Regions from separate parts of the Zea mays genome. Here region 2 is linked to region 1. A link is a contact called in public Hi-C data. All regions are on one chromosome and are shown on one strand. Each heading gives the region's core, a stretch centred on a gene start, on an enhancer-like site or on the middle of the called end of the contact. The rest is flanking DNA. Distances are from core to core; before and after follow the strand shown. Region 1 holds the start of LOC100283538 (cyclin delta-2). Region 2 holds the start of LOC100285525 (ZF-HD protein dimerisation region containing protein).

Region 1 (7,209 bases), core at 1,602-4,101:
TTCAATTACTCTCTCCTCTTTTTTTTCCCTATCCGGATCCGGTTCCCATGGTCTTTGCAGACAAGCAGTCAAACAAATGTTTCGGTGGCAGCGAGGTGGTGTCCTAGTGTTTCAAACTTCCATAGCGAGAAAAACCGATGGTTGCTGACGCTGATAGCTCGTGACCCCTTGAAAAGAAACCCGTTTCCAGCTCTTCTGGGTTCCTGTCTTACGTTCTTGGTTTGTTTTCGTGCTTCTTGGTGGATTCCAGTACTAGTTGATTATCCGCTATTAATTTTTTTCAATTTTTGAGCAAGAATTGTTTTTTCTTCTTCTCTTTTTACATTTTTCCTTTTTTTACAAACGGAAATTGGTCGCAAAATTACAAAACAGAGCAAACTACGCCCAATCCCCATCGTCTCGAGGACCTTTTATTTCAGTCGTCTCGTCCCGTCTCTCTCAGCTTTGTCAACCTGCAAAACCTTTGCTTTTTTTTTTCTGGCGATGCCGTTGTGGGCTTTTGTGGTGGCTGACTGCCTAGTGCCTACTGTTGCAAAAAAAAAAAAAGCTCACGAAATTCGGAGTACGTTTCTACCATGCGTTTCGGGCCGTCTTTATTCCCGGGCGTCGTACTACGTCTTTGTGCCTGCCGGATCCGTCACGTCCGAAATGCCCTGCTTTTTTTTGGCTGTCTGCGCCTCTTTTTTGCCTTTCAGGCGCTTTGGTTGAAATCCGGCGTCGGAGGCTCCCACAGCAAACCAAACCCTTCAGTCAGTGCGATCAAAAACCGCTTGACTTTTTCATCCGTCCATCATTGGCTTTAATCATCTGCTAATCTTCCTCCTCTTGCTGCAGACAGCCGGGGGGCAGTCGTCGTCGTCCTCGTCGCGCCAGCTGGAGCTCGCGTGCGAGGCGGCGGCGGCGGCGGCTCTCCTGTAGCTCAGGCAGCCAGCGTCCAGCACCCCGGTGGGGCTCCGCGGCACGGTGGCCGAGGAAGACGAGGCCCTGCGGCCGCTGCTGCTCGGGCCTTCACTTTTCAGCGGCTGCGGCAGGGCCATGGTGGCGGTGGCCTGCTGGATCGCTTCGAGGCATCGCGACACCCTCTCCTGCAGCCGCAGTATGCAGCGCAAAGCAACAAGGCATTATTAAATCGCCGTGGCTGTTGTAAATGCGGCTCACACGCGCTTCGGCAGGTGTGCCCTAGTGGCTAGTTGCTGCACAGGCAAGTCAAGGACGGCCGCAAACCTACGGCTTCGATGCATTGCATGCGGTAAACGCTAACGGACTGCATTGCGCTGCATTGATGAAAGACGCTAGCCGATCGAATCCGACGACAAATCTAGCGAGAACGTCTGCTGAGGCAGGTACACGCGTATACCTTATGTACACGGTGGGTGAAGGCCCTGTCGATGTCCACGGCGCGCTCTTCGCCGGCCACGGTGGCGGCGACGGCCAAGGCGATCTCCGAGGGCCTGAAATCCAAGCAGTGCGTCCCTGCCACGCGTTCGTAGCAGCAACGCCGTCAGACCGATCGGAACGGAATGCGCCGGTGTGGTTTTGCATGAGTAAAAAAAAAAAACCCCCGCCGGGTGAGAACTGAGAACTTCCTGGTCGTTGCTCACCTCTGGCGATGCACAGGATGAGCTCCGCGGATCGGAGGACGGCGCGTCTGCTCGGCGCGGCGCCGCCTCGGAGCCGGTGGAGGAAGTAGTCGACGTACGACAAGGGGGTGACCGCTTGCATCCTCCACTTGAGCGTGCTGAGGACCAGGAGCTCCATCCTCTGGATCGTCTTCGCCTCGAACACGTACCGCGCGTCCCCGGCCTGCTGCCCGACAGGATCCAGCAACAGTGAGATCGGGAACAAGGTCGCAGGGGCCGGCCAGATGGACGTCTGTAACGCGTGTGGCGGAGTACTATGCGTCTGCATTATTGCTCTCTAGCTCACCTGCAGGTCCAGGGACGAAGGGACGTAGGTCTCCTCCATCTTGGCGGCCAGGGACAAGCACGCCACGGACAGCAGCTGTGTCATCCAAGCCTTGCCTTCCTGAAAAATGGCGAGAGAGGCACATGGTTACCGGCACTGAACCACTGGAACATATGGTGCAGATTCTTGTTTCCGAACGCCGGCCATCTTCATTCCAAGAACCAAGAAGTAAACAGTGCCGCTTCATCATCACTTCGTAGGCTTTGATGATTCTTACCGGAAGCTGGTAGAGCGAGAGGAAGCGGTCCAGGTAGTTGACGGCCAAGCAGGCAGTGAGAGGGCCGAAACCGTAGCACGTGTGAACCTGTGGAGAGGCTAAAACTGTCAGATTATTATTCACGACAACAACAGGGGTGGAATGTGGATGGGTTGGGAACAAGACTTGGGAGACTGCTTCGGCCGAGCGCCCACCTTCCAAATCCAGTCGATGGCGTCCGTCCGGACGCGGAGATCCATCCCCCCGCTGCGCAGCCTCTCGGCGTAGTCCTCCCGCGGCATGTGCGCTGCCTCAGACTCCAGGAAACCGGCGACGCATTCCTCGGACGGCACGGGGAACTCCGCGCCGCCGCCGGGCTCCCCGCTCCGCGCCAGTAGCGCTTCCTCCTCGGCCTCCGCTTCGAGGTCCAGGATGCTGCTGCTGTCCTCGGCGCAGAGGAGGATGGAAGCCGCCACCTCGTAGCTGCTGGGCGCCATTTCCCTCCACACGAGATTTTGGTAACCTGGTGCGCGCCTGGTGGTAATGGTACAGGATACTGATTGAGTATCTGGCTCCGAATCTATGGTATGGTAGGTCTCCTCTTCTTCCCCTCCCCCTGCTCGTGTTGTTCCCGGCTTGCTGCGACTGCGAGCGAGGAGTGGAAGAGGAGGGGCGACCGGGCGAGTGAGCAAGAGCAAATATGCTGTGTGCCGTGAGGCCCTTTTTGTATGAACCGGCGTGCAGAACAGGCAGGGGCATTTTCGGAAAGAAGTGACTAGGACGCGATTAGTACGCGAAACCTGAGACAGGGGCCGGGTAGGGTAGCGGGAAGGGAAGGAAGGATGAGGGTGTGATTAGAAAAATGGTTGCTCACTTTCGTTCAGTTTTTCTTTTCTAGCCTGTACTTTGATGAGGCGCTCTACTTTTTAGAGCTTTTATGACATGGTTTTTTAGGGCTCTTTGTGTTTGTTTTTTATTTTTCTTTCTGGCTTTTGACCCAGCCACTCTCGTGATAAGGGGATATTTGGCATTCCATGGACTCTTTCTTTCTTTTTTTTGTTGAAAAACTATTCCCCCCCCCCCCCCCCCACTACAAAATATTTAGTAGGGCTTCTGTAAAAAAGTTAAAGATGAAATCGAAGAGAAACCTTACCAAACAAACATATACTCAGTAGCCATGTTTTGTCTTCTTCTAATTAAGCGTTAAACGACAAACAGTCCGTCACCTATCATTTAGATATTACTCCATCCGTCCTATAATATAAGACGTAACCACCTATTGTTCTTATCCCCACAATATAAGACATATTCTCTCTAGACACATGTACATCGATACGAATAAGAAAGAGAGAATTAAATACATTTTTTTGGTCTTTAAACGACAGTTCTTTAAACACCAATCAAACGTAGTACACTTTTACACTAGTACAGTCGACGGTCCAACAGAATGAAGAAGGATCCTTTGCTCGGAAAGGGAGAGGGGCGGAAAACAGTACCACACCGAGTGCCGCTGGATCGTGATATCATTGTTCAATTATTAACAAGAATATATACGGGTGGGATGTCACAAGTCCCACCCCATGGGAGTGAGTCCAATGGTTTGGAATGAATGCACTCGTGACGCGCTGCAGCTGCGCGCGTGCAGGCAGGTGCGTTCACGCTTGTGATAACGAGCATGGCCTCACCATCACCGACGACGTGGTAGGTGACTTCACGTTTTGTGATAACGAGCGTGGACCAGCTTTCTTTCGTCTCGCTCGGCATCTCCGTGTCGTTCTGTTCGCGGCCCCCCGCGCGCACTGCGAACCGGTGCAGAGCAGAGCTCATCTGCATCATCATCAGTCTACTTGCACTGCTGGTCTGTGCGTTCCAGTGCTCGCGCCCGCTGCTGGCTCGGGGGGCGTAGTATTTCGCGCGTCCACCCACTCTCCCAAAGTCCCACCCGGCACCCCCTCGCGACATGCGCAGCCTTTGCCTTTGTGGCTTTGTCCCCCGTTCCGCGGCTAGGGGCAGGATGGGCGCGCTACTCGCTCGCTCGGCCGCTCGGTCAGTCGGGCTCCGGCGACGCGCGAGACCTCCCACTTGAGTACAGTACTTCACCACTGCAGCTGAGCCCCCCCTGCCCGGTCGTCGCCGTCGGTCGACCCGCAGCCGTTCACTGCCCACCGGCCGACAGATGGGGCCACGCATGCGCATATCCCGTGAGGTGGTGTCGGCCCGGCGCTTGCCCGCCTGCAGGTGCCAGCCGTCGCGTACCCAGTGGCCCAGGGAGCGATGGACCAGGTGCCAGTGCCACGGCGTAGGGCGTACGTATTGAAGAGGGTCACGCCATCTGCGCTGCGAGAGGCTGCGTCAGCGACCGACCGGTGCGCCCGTACCGTGCGTTGTTTCGATCGGGCCGGTTCTCGCTCGCTCTCTGGTATGGTCAAGGAGGCGTACGTAACCGTAGGCCAGGAGCCCAGGACGAGCCGCGCCTGGTCCGATCATCCGACGACGATGGACGGACGGACGGAGTTGGGTGACCACGCTAGTAGCTACGACAGCAAGCGGAGGTGGGGTGGGGGTGGCCTCGGCGCGCGAGAATGGTCCATGGCGACGGACGACGGCAGGCAGGCAGTGTGTGGTTGAGATCCGAGCTCTCGGAATGGCCGCTCTTGACTGTTCGAAGGAACGCCTTTGCCCTTTTGCCGGGGCGCGTCAGTTTATCGGTGGTGCATGGACCGGGACGACGGCGACACCCACTCACGGTCACGGGCCGCGCGCGGCAGAGGCTAGCTGCTCCTCCAGTGCTATTGCTGCTGACCACGGCTCGTGCTTGGACATGCGATGTACTCGCGCACCGAGCTCGAGATGGAAACTGTGGCGCGCGAGCCAAGTGTGTGCTTCATGACTCCTGCCGCCGCTGCAGGTCCGGTGGAGGCAGAGCTGCAAAAGTCGGCGTCCTGTGGAGCTCCTTTGCATGGGGCAAGTGCGGTGCTTAGCACTAGCATGCACCTGCCCGCCCGTTCACATACCATGTGTTTGGTTGCGGTATGAGTCTAGCCAGCCCGGTATGAGTCTAGCCAGTATCGTTAGAATCAGGATGAGTCCATGCAAGCGATTTTGTTTGGTTGTTTGTACATGCTTGTGCAGATTAGACACCGACTTTATTTGGTTGTTTGTACTGAGACGTGAGTGTATAAATAAATCTCTAATATTATATAGTATGATTGGCCTAGTTTTGTCCACCAAAGTCTTAAAAACACTAATATAAAATTAATTAGTTGATCAAATCTTTTTAATTAAAAGATATAATAAAAAAACAATCCAAAAATGTATTCTCGTTTTGCATGCTGCATGTAGCGGCCGACTGTGTCCAGCCGGGGCGCGCGCGTACGCGAGATGCGGGCGTATGGCGTGGGCCTGGCCGGAAGCCAATATCTGCATCTGACGATCCTGCATCTATAAAGAAGAGAACCAAACAAACAACACTTTAGGCCCTGTTTGGAATCTTAGTATTTTTACAGTTTTGATGGAATACTATAGTATTAGATGATACTATGGTATATGAAGCCAAAATCTGTTTGCTTGTACCGGGTAAAACGCAGTTTTGAATACTATGGTCTATCTAAAACCGTAGTATTTTTACAGTTTTGAAAACTCCACTTGGACTTCAGTTTTCAAAGGCTTAGTAGCCATAGCGCTCCATGTGATGCATACGATTGTACGTGAGACAGCCCATGGCCAAACAGTTCTTAGTATTTTTGAAAACTATGGTTTTAATGTGGTTTTGAAAACTACAGTATTTTTGCCATGAACAAATGTAAACCATAGTATTTCAAAACTGTAGTATCTAAAAACTTTGTTGTCAAACAGGCCCTTAATGACCCACGGGTGCAGCTGCATGCGAACAGCAGTCAACCAAACACACAGATAGATAGCATCCAGCAGTACTCCGCTTGCCGGGCATCCGCGGCGGTCGCTACGTTCATCGACAAGTAGCTTAGGCTGCCCGCAGTCGCGCGCTCCACGCAAAACTGTATCGAGATAGCGTTTACTCTTCAACTGCAGCGGTCAACTGTATCCGTAACTGCACCGTCGCCGAGGCATGGCAAAACTTCAAATGTAGCGTTCTACCAGCGGCTGCGCTATCCTCTCGGCGTAGCTCCTCTCCGTTGGCGGCATGCAAGGCAGCAGGTGCGGCAGTCCGTCTGTACTGGTAGTTGGGTGGGAAAGGGTAGAGAATGAAAAAAGAAATAATATAATATATAGTAGTTGGTATAGAGTTGAGATATGGAGTAAATATGACTGCGGAGAATTGTGGTATAGAGTAAAGAATTTTGCTGACAAGGATATAATATTCTTTTTAGGGTAGAAATTTAGAGTTGAATGAGTGCGGATAGCCTTACGCAATGCACATTGCAGCACGTACAACGCAGCATGTGACGGGATAACCTTTGGATGGTTGACAGGCTAGCTAGCCTAGATGCCAATTACCGGATGGTTCGGTTCCTTTTTTTTCTATTTGAAATAGTAGGAAGCATGAGACGTACAACTACGCATGTTCCAGCGCATCGGTTGCCGTGACGATGTCGCGTCTCGCGTCTCTGGCCATGCGTTACATACGGCGGGCACCATGCTTCACTGCCAGTGTAGTAGTACGTACGTACCGCTCAGCACTGTCTGTCATCACATCGCTGCAGCATCAAAAAGTCAGAGGAGAAGATTACAAGCCGGTAAAAACAAAAACAAAAAATAAACAAGCAGCGGACGATAGGGCTCTCCACTAGCAGTACTAGGAGTACCATGCTGGCTTTTACCTACTTGACCGATCTGCGCCTCTGCTGCTGCTTCGAGCTCCGACCCCGAGGCACGCGCGCACACATGGCCCGAGGTTAATGCACCGTCGTCGGTCCCCGGACGGAATCGTCGGCACCTTGTTAGATCTTCCCCTCAATCCCCTCCGATCCTCTCGGGATCCCGGGTCACCAAATCAACCCTCAAACGGAACAGTGGCGCCGGGTCGAGCGACTGGGTTGGGGTTGGGGTTGGCGTTGGCGAGACGTGCT
Region 2 (7,209 bases), core at 2,602-5,101, 180 kb before region 1:
ATAATATCGGACTGGATCTCCGGTGCCGCATCACGCGCACGGCCGAGCGGACCGGACCGCCGTATCCAAACTCCCACGGAAAGCAACCGGCGGCTCCACGCCACTCCTGTCCTGGACCACGCACGGCACCACCGCGCTCTCGGTCGACGCAGACCGCCGGCGGAGCGACCGGGAAAGAAAAAGGATTAGCAGCCTGTGGCGCTTAAGCTCTGAGCCGCCTAGCTTATCACACCGGCCGGATAAGGCAATAGGTCAAGACATGGCCGTAATTCCGCTCCGCCCGATCGCCCACACGACACCACACCACCGTCGGCTTTTCCTCCCTAGACCCTAGCTAGTAGCTAGCTAATAAGCACCCCACTAACTTCTCTTTTCCTCGTTACCGTGTACGGACTCCTACATCCTCGATTGCTGCCATTTTCAGAATCAGAAGTGAGTTGTTTAATCATACACGTCTGTTTTTTTAATTCGGACGGCGAACGGCATCTTGTCTAATCTAAATTGAATAATATATACGTATTCCCCTTTTAAAGACCGAAGAAGAATATGTTCTCCCATGTACTACGTATGTGGTTTCCAGAAACGGGAGCACAGCACAGTGACGTTGGCTCGTTCATAAGTGGCGAGACATGCAGGGCCCGAGCGCGCAGGCCTAAACACGTGTGTTCAGGCCGCCACCCACCTGGCCAAGCCCGCGGGACGGACGGAGCCACCGAGGCCCCCCTAGGCCCCTATCCTTGGAGGTCGCGGCGGGTGACATGCGCCCCGATGGGACAAAACGGCCGCCGGATTCTTAGACGACGACGGCCGGGCGATTAGTTAGCTAGGGCGGCGAGCAGGCCGGGATTGGAGACCGTCGACGTCTGGTCGTCCTGCAGTTAAGCGGCCGGGCAGAGCGCTCTGGTCAGGTTTCGCTTAGCCACGCCACGCGTGGTGGATCACCATGGTCCACCATGTACATGTAGTACACACATGCATGCCAAAAAGACTTGGGATACATTGTTAGGCGGCGACGTCAATGCAAGGCGTTGTTGTTCAGACGACGTAAAAGTTTCATGGCGTGGTTGCGGTTGACACGAGAGGATTTGCGTCACTTTGCCCGGGGCGGGCGCCCGCGCGGGGGGGACCAGATGGATGGATGGACCTGCGAACAGGCACTGCACATAGTAGGCTGGTCATGTGTGTGTAGTGTAGGTAGACGGCTAGCAGGGAGGTAGTACTAGCCTATCTGTTGCCACTTCCGATGCCTTTTTGCACCCGATCAACCTCTGGGCGCGACGGGGACCGTCAAAAAAAAAAAGTATAGGAAAAAAAACATTGTGTGAATGGTTGCACAGTCGCGTGGTCAGTCAGTTTTTATCCCTCCGTCATTTCGAGTCCATTACGCAGTTCCGGTTGCTGGAGAGTTGACCCTACGTGACTCTTTTGCAATATTCATTCATCGTTCACCTCATGCCAAAAAAAAAAAAACATGCAGGTACATCCGACTACTTCGTGGGAGTGGGACGTCTCCACACTCCAATCATCTAGTCCAGGGCTATGAACATTTTGATCCTTAGTGTCCTAAACGAATTGAAATGGAGAAAAATGTCAGCTACAAATTTATAAATATTTTAGAGACATACAACTTTTATTTGGATCACTTCTTCATTTGTGATCGTTCGAAGAATTTATTTATTTTAGCTGAGACAAAATCCAAATACATTTTCCTCTCATAGATGGTTTTAGATAAAAAGAAAGTATGTACTACAAAGTTGTATAACTTTTTTGAGATCTATCATTCTTTTATGGTTTGAAGAATTTATATATTTTAGCTGAGAGAAAATTCAAATTTACATGTAATTTTGTTGGATAGATAATAAATGAGAATGTTGTCAACTACATAAACCTTTTCTTTTAATCATTTCTGCATGCAAAAACATTTAATACCGCTACACACTCACTTGTGGAGTCACCGGTCCTTTATAGAGGATATGGATTATATTCATGTGGTAACTCAATAAATCGTCTGAACCGAATATTTCGGAATTAAAATGATTTCAAAATAAAGAAAACTTATATCTATAACTTTTCAAGATTTATAGTTTTTGTTTTGGTCACTTTTCCATCCAAGTTTTTTTACTAACACTACACACTTATTTGTGACTATAGAATATATATATGGGCCCGTTACATTAACTCGATAATCTTATGAATCAAAAATTTCGGTACGAAAATAACTTCAAAATAAAAAAAATATCAATATTATAAAGCTAGTCACTGCTGGTTCACTTTATAACCGTCGGTTGTAGGAACAAAGCAGCTAGCAGTGAATAATATTAGTTACTTAGTAGTGATGCATATCCACGATTCTTTTTTTTTTGTCTTTTGACTCTTCATTGCACTCGGTACTGCCAGTTTATTTCAGTGGAAGTTTTATGTTACTATTTCTCAAACTACAACGTAGTAAAAATATTGCAAGTTTTATTCTCTTAAAAATTCATTTCATCAGTTCTGTAGAACTTTTATTATATCTCTCTTCATCAGTACTTACGAAACTCGATCTCGTGAATCCACCGCTGAGGTTGGTTTAAGAGATTTTAAAACATCCTATATAGGACGGAGGGAAAAAATGTTTTAATTCACTTTATCGAAAATAAATTAGAAATGACTTGAGGTTGGTTTAAGAACTTTTGTACTAGCAGGTGGAGTCGAAGCCAGACACAAGTCGTAAAAAAAGCCATATTGCACTGCAAAGAGTACTCCTGTGGTATGTAATAGTAGTATATAAACACTTCCGCTGGCGACGTATTCTATTTTAGTAACTGAATCTAGCTTTGGCTGCTGCTTTTATATACATGACAATATAATACTATATATGATGTACTGTCACATGTCCCACAGGGCGATGCAGTGGAAAAGACTAATGCATGCTGCTTACATCACTTCAACTGGAAACACAGCCGATCAGCACGACTTGATGCCTATATTTGATCTGATCACAGAGAGCATGGGGGGGGGGGGGGGGGGGGGGGGGGGGGGGGGCGCAATCATATCGCATGAATCGTTCGTAGCTAATATGAAAAGCGCTTAGCTAGTCGGGAATCGATCGATGCCCACTTACCAAACGGAAAGGCACTCACAATTTTGTACCGTGACTGTGATGACGCGATCTGGAAGCAGCACGGGTTTGATGACGTTGCTACACCTCCGTGCTCTGTGCGCATGCCTGCACGGACGGCAGCGGCTAGCAGCTGGGCCTAAGGAGCCAAATACGATTATTTGTGTACAGTTGCAGGTCAAGTATGCCCATGATCCAGACACCGAAGTAGAGCATGTGGATTTATTTGACCGCAAATTGTCTTGGTTAAGACAGAGAAGTGTTGGCACACACATAGCTAGCTAGATTCGAGCGAAAAGGCGCGAGAGAAAAGAAAGACCGGGTGTCACGATCACATATTCTAAACCGCAATTTAAAAGGCGTTGGAGGCAAACCACTTGAAAAGAGCAGCAGGGAGAGGGACAGGCATGAGCGCGACCGGCGGAAGAGCAGCTTCACACCTAATCTCACCGTGGTCGAATCGACGAAAGAGAGGCCAGGGTTGGGTTAAACCATCGCAAGAGACAGCTTCACCTAATCTCACCGTGGTCGAATCGACGAAAGAGAGGCCAGGGTTGGGTTAAACCATCGCAAGAGACAGCAGCAGCTACGGCAGCGGCTTTGCAGCCTTCCTGCAGGTGCAGCGCAGCGGCGCGCGTCAAAACTGGCAGGCAGCCCACACCCCCTCCAGTCCCACGTCTCTCTTATCTCTTCATCCCGCTCTTAACCCTGCTAAGCCCCTCTTAGCTTCGCCTGCCATAGCTCCACTCCAGAGCACACTAGCTTAGCTACACACAGGCCACAGGGGCACAAGAAACACCTGCCGATCGACGGCGATGGACTTCGACGACCACGACGACGGCGACGAGGAGGAGATGGCGCCGATGCCGGTGAGCTCCAGCTACGACGCCCCGCCTCTGGCAGCCGGCGGGTTTGGTGCACCGGCGCCGCCCAAGCCGCCCGGCGAGCGCGCCAAGGCCCCGGGCGGGCGGTACCGCGAGTGCCTCAAGAACCACGCGGTCGGCATCGGGGGCCACGCCGTGGACGGGTGCGGCGAGTTCATGCCGGCCGGCGAGGAGGGCACGCTCGACGCGCTCCGCTGCGCCGCGTGCGGCTGCCACCGCAACTTCCACCGCAAGGAGTCCCCGGAGGGCTCCCCCGCCGCGCTGGTCGCCTACGGAGGCGGCGCCGCCACGCCGCACCACCACCACTTCTCCCCGTACTACCGCACCCCGGCCGGGTCGTACTTCCACCACCATCACCAGCAGCAGCAGCCGATCCACATGGCCGCCGCGGGCCACCACACGCCGCGGCCGCTGGCGCTGCCGTCCACGTCCCACAGCTGGCGCGACGACGGCGACGACTACCTCTCCGGGGGGATGGCGGCCGCCGGGCCGGTGTCGGCGCTGGGCCCGCTGGGCCTGGGCGGCGGCGCCGGGCCCTCTGGCTCCGGCGGGTCCGGCAAGAAGCGGTTCCGCACCAAGTTCACCCAGGAGCAGAAGGACAGGATGCTGGCGTTCGCGGAGCGCGTGGGGTGGCGCATCCAGAAGCACGACGAGGCCGCCGTGCAGCAGTTCTGCGACGAGGTCTGCGTCAAGCGCCACGTGCTCAAGGTGTGGATGCACAACAACAAGCACACCCTCGGCAAGAAGCCGTAGGCGTAGCTAAGCAGCAGGCAGCGTCACACCATGACACCCCCACCCCAACGCGTGTACTGTACACACGCAAGAGCCACGCCCACGCGCGCATGCATCACACACACACACACAGCGGTTGATCGCAGTCGCAGATCGATCGACGGTGGCCGTGGCCAGCCTCTCCTCCGGGTACGGGTAGGTACACCTGCATCCTCTTTGTTAGCATTCGGCTCCGGCGCCTTCGTGCCGTGGCGGCCGGAGTAGGTTAGTTGCAGTAAGTAACTCGTAGCGAGGTGCTCGATCGATCTTTCTTGCTTGGCTTTATTAGGCCGTTCTTTTTTACTTCTCATTTAACCGTACTTGCTGGTGTTGTTTATTAATTAATTCCTGCGGCATGGGCCATTTGCCGGTTTGCTTGGTTGTTCTTGGCGTTAATAATTCTTCAATGGCAAATGTACTTGGTGTTGCGATGCCAACAAGTGTATCTGGGGATTGGGGCTGCATGGATTCTGCCACTTCTCTCTCTCTCTCTGTGTGTATGTCGTGCTCGTGCACTGCCCTCTTTATATTTTTTGTGGTTGGGATCAGCTCAGCTGACGATAATTTTGCTCATGGTTCGGTTCCTAGTCAGATGCCGCATGCCGCGCCTAAAGAAGATAGGAGGATATAGGCCACTGTTCCATTCTCTATAGTACTCTCTTAATCTCTTTGCTTTGTCTTCTGCTCAAACTCGTTGGCACGTACGTACCAGTCCTCCACTGCTTGTTCCTGTTCCTGTTCTTGCTCAAGCGCACGGGAGGTGTAGCAAGTTACTTGCTTTACACTTCCAAGTCACGCGCTATAGAGGTGTATCAAGTTACTTTTACCATGGTTTTGCTCAGTGGAGCGTAAATGATAGTATGGCCCTTGGTAAAGTCTCCCCTCATTTTTTACTTTGACACACGCATGCATCATGCATGTACAACAGACGCACTGTGAACTGTGCACACGATGATGTGTTCTTCGCTTGTCCTCTTCAGCTTGGATCATCAATGCACTCGCAACGCGTTCGATTGCGCGCGCGCGCGAGCGAGCGAGCTCCATCCGCATTAACTCCTCCCCCGATTCGCGAGCCTTGTTAAGGTTGTCGCGACACGAAGAGCGAAGGTGACGACGGCATGGAGCGCAGCTGCTAGCGCATGCGTGTCGTTGTCATCCCAGCACCCCTCCCGAGGCCGTGGCACCGCGCCATCTCCGTCGGGCTTCCTGCCATTGCCATGGCATGGCACTCCACGCCACGCTTGCTATGGCCTTCCGCCCTTCCCACTTGTACTCTTCGTCGCGCCCGGCCCGCTTTCAGTTCTCCTGCTACGCCATGCCGATGCGGCTTTAGCGCTTTACATTCATGGCGGGGCTCGCCGTGGACTTGCACAGTTGCACTGGCCACTGGGCGGCCTCTCCCAGCTCACGCATTTATGGCAGCTTCGCCGGAGTAGTGGACTCTGCCTGTCGCGCGCACCGTGCTTTTGGACGCTGCAACTGCAAGAAAAGGAAGACGACGACGACGACCGTCGTACTCGTACCGGGAGAGAGAGAGAGAGGCAGCCTTGCCAGTAGAAGCCGGGGCCCGAAGGGATCGGAGAGCCCAACATGCACGCCAATAGTTTGCGACCTTTGCTTTGGAGTAAAATTCACCAGCTTCTCAAATTAGCCGGCGGTGTTAATTTTCCGGTCCTTAAAACTTTAGAGTGATAATTGTGTAAAATCTCTAGGTCTTTAAACTTGGTCAGCACGCAGTGATGTTTATTACGGTCCTCAGAATTTAAAGTGATATAATTGTGTAAAAACTATAGGTCTTTCAGCTATGTCAACAGTGCTATTTCACTCTCCATGAGCTTTTTGAAGTGATCACTATCGGTCGTCTATAAACTTCCAAGGTGATCACTATCGGCCCCAAAACTTCTAGCGATGCCATTCAGACTTCTGAGCTTAGTTTTTAGTTTAATCTAGTTCCAAACGGCGGGGGTAAGCGCGTATAGAGTGAGTTAGGGACTTAGATGAGATATATAAAATCAAAAGAAAGTTTAGGGTTCGGAATGACATCACCATTGGCTAAGTTTAGACAAGGATGGTGATTAGCTTAATTAGAAGTCCACTGGGCTTAAATGGTAGTTGGACATTCATTGACTCGGATAAAGTTTTAAGGGCCTACAAAAACATCACTTCAAAAGTTCGGTGACGAAGAACACCGGCAGTCAAATTTAGGGACAATGATGAGTTTTACTGCTTGCTTCTTTGCTTTTGGACGTACGCAGCGCATGCGCAACGTGCGTGCCATTGCTCGCGTGAGCAAGGAAAGTCGGAAATGCAGCGGCCTTTCCTCCTTCCTCGGGCCGGCCACCCTTCTGGCCTCTTCGTCTTCCTCTTGCTTTGTGCTACTGCAGTACTGCCCCGCTTTCGGCTCTTGCAGCTGCGTTCCAGCTGTGGGCGGAAACCAACTCCGGCGTCTCGTCG

Evidence for each region. Hi-C and Micro-C count contacts between places; a contact is called where the count stands out from the background.
Region 2: a Hi-C map of leaf shows a contact between it and region 1, with 7 times the contacts expected there. The contact joins the promoter of LOC100285525 here to the promoter of LOC100283538 in region 1. A contact is called at or near these places in 3 of 25 Hi-C or Micro-C datasets (leaf and tassel).

Annotation. Positions count from the first base shown.
Region 1 is chr7:133,214,669-133,221,877 of Zm-B73-REFERENCE-NAM-5.0, reverse strand. It overlaps LOC100283538 (cyclin delta-2), which reads right to left and starts at 2,851. Exons shown (of 6, transcript NM_001156438.1): 1 at 2,377-2,851; 2 at 2,183-2,269; 3 at 1,927-2,025; 4 at 1,602-1,803; 5 at 1,358-1,473; 6 at 746-1,085. The coding sequence starts at 2,658. The coding sequence ends at 804.
Region 2 is chr7:133,395,526-133,402,734 of Zm-B73-REFERENCE-NAM-5.0, reverse strand. LOC100285525 (ZF-HD protein dimerisation region containing protein) reads left to right here and starts at 3,851. Exons shown (of 1, transcript NM_001158416.2): 1 at 3,851-5,217. The coding sequence starts at 3,916. The coding sequence ends at 4,737.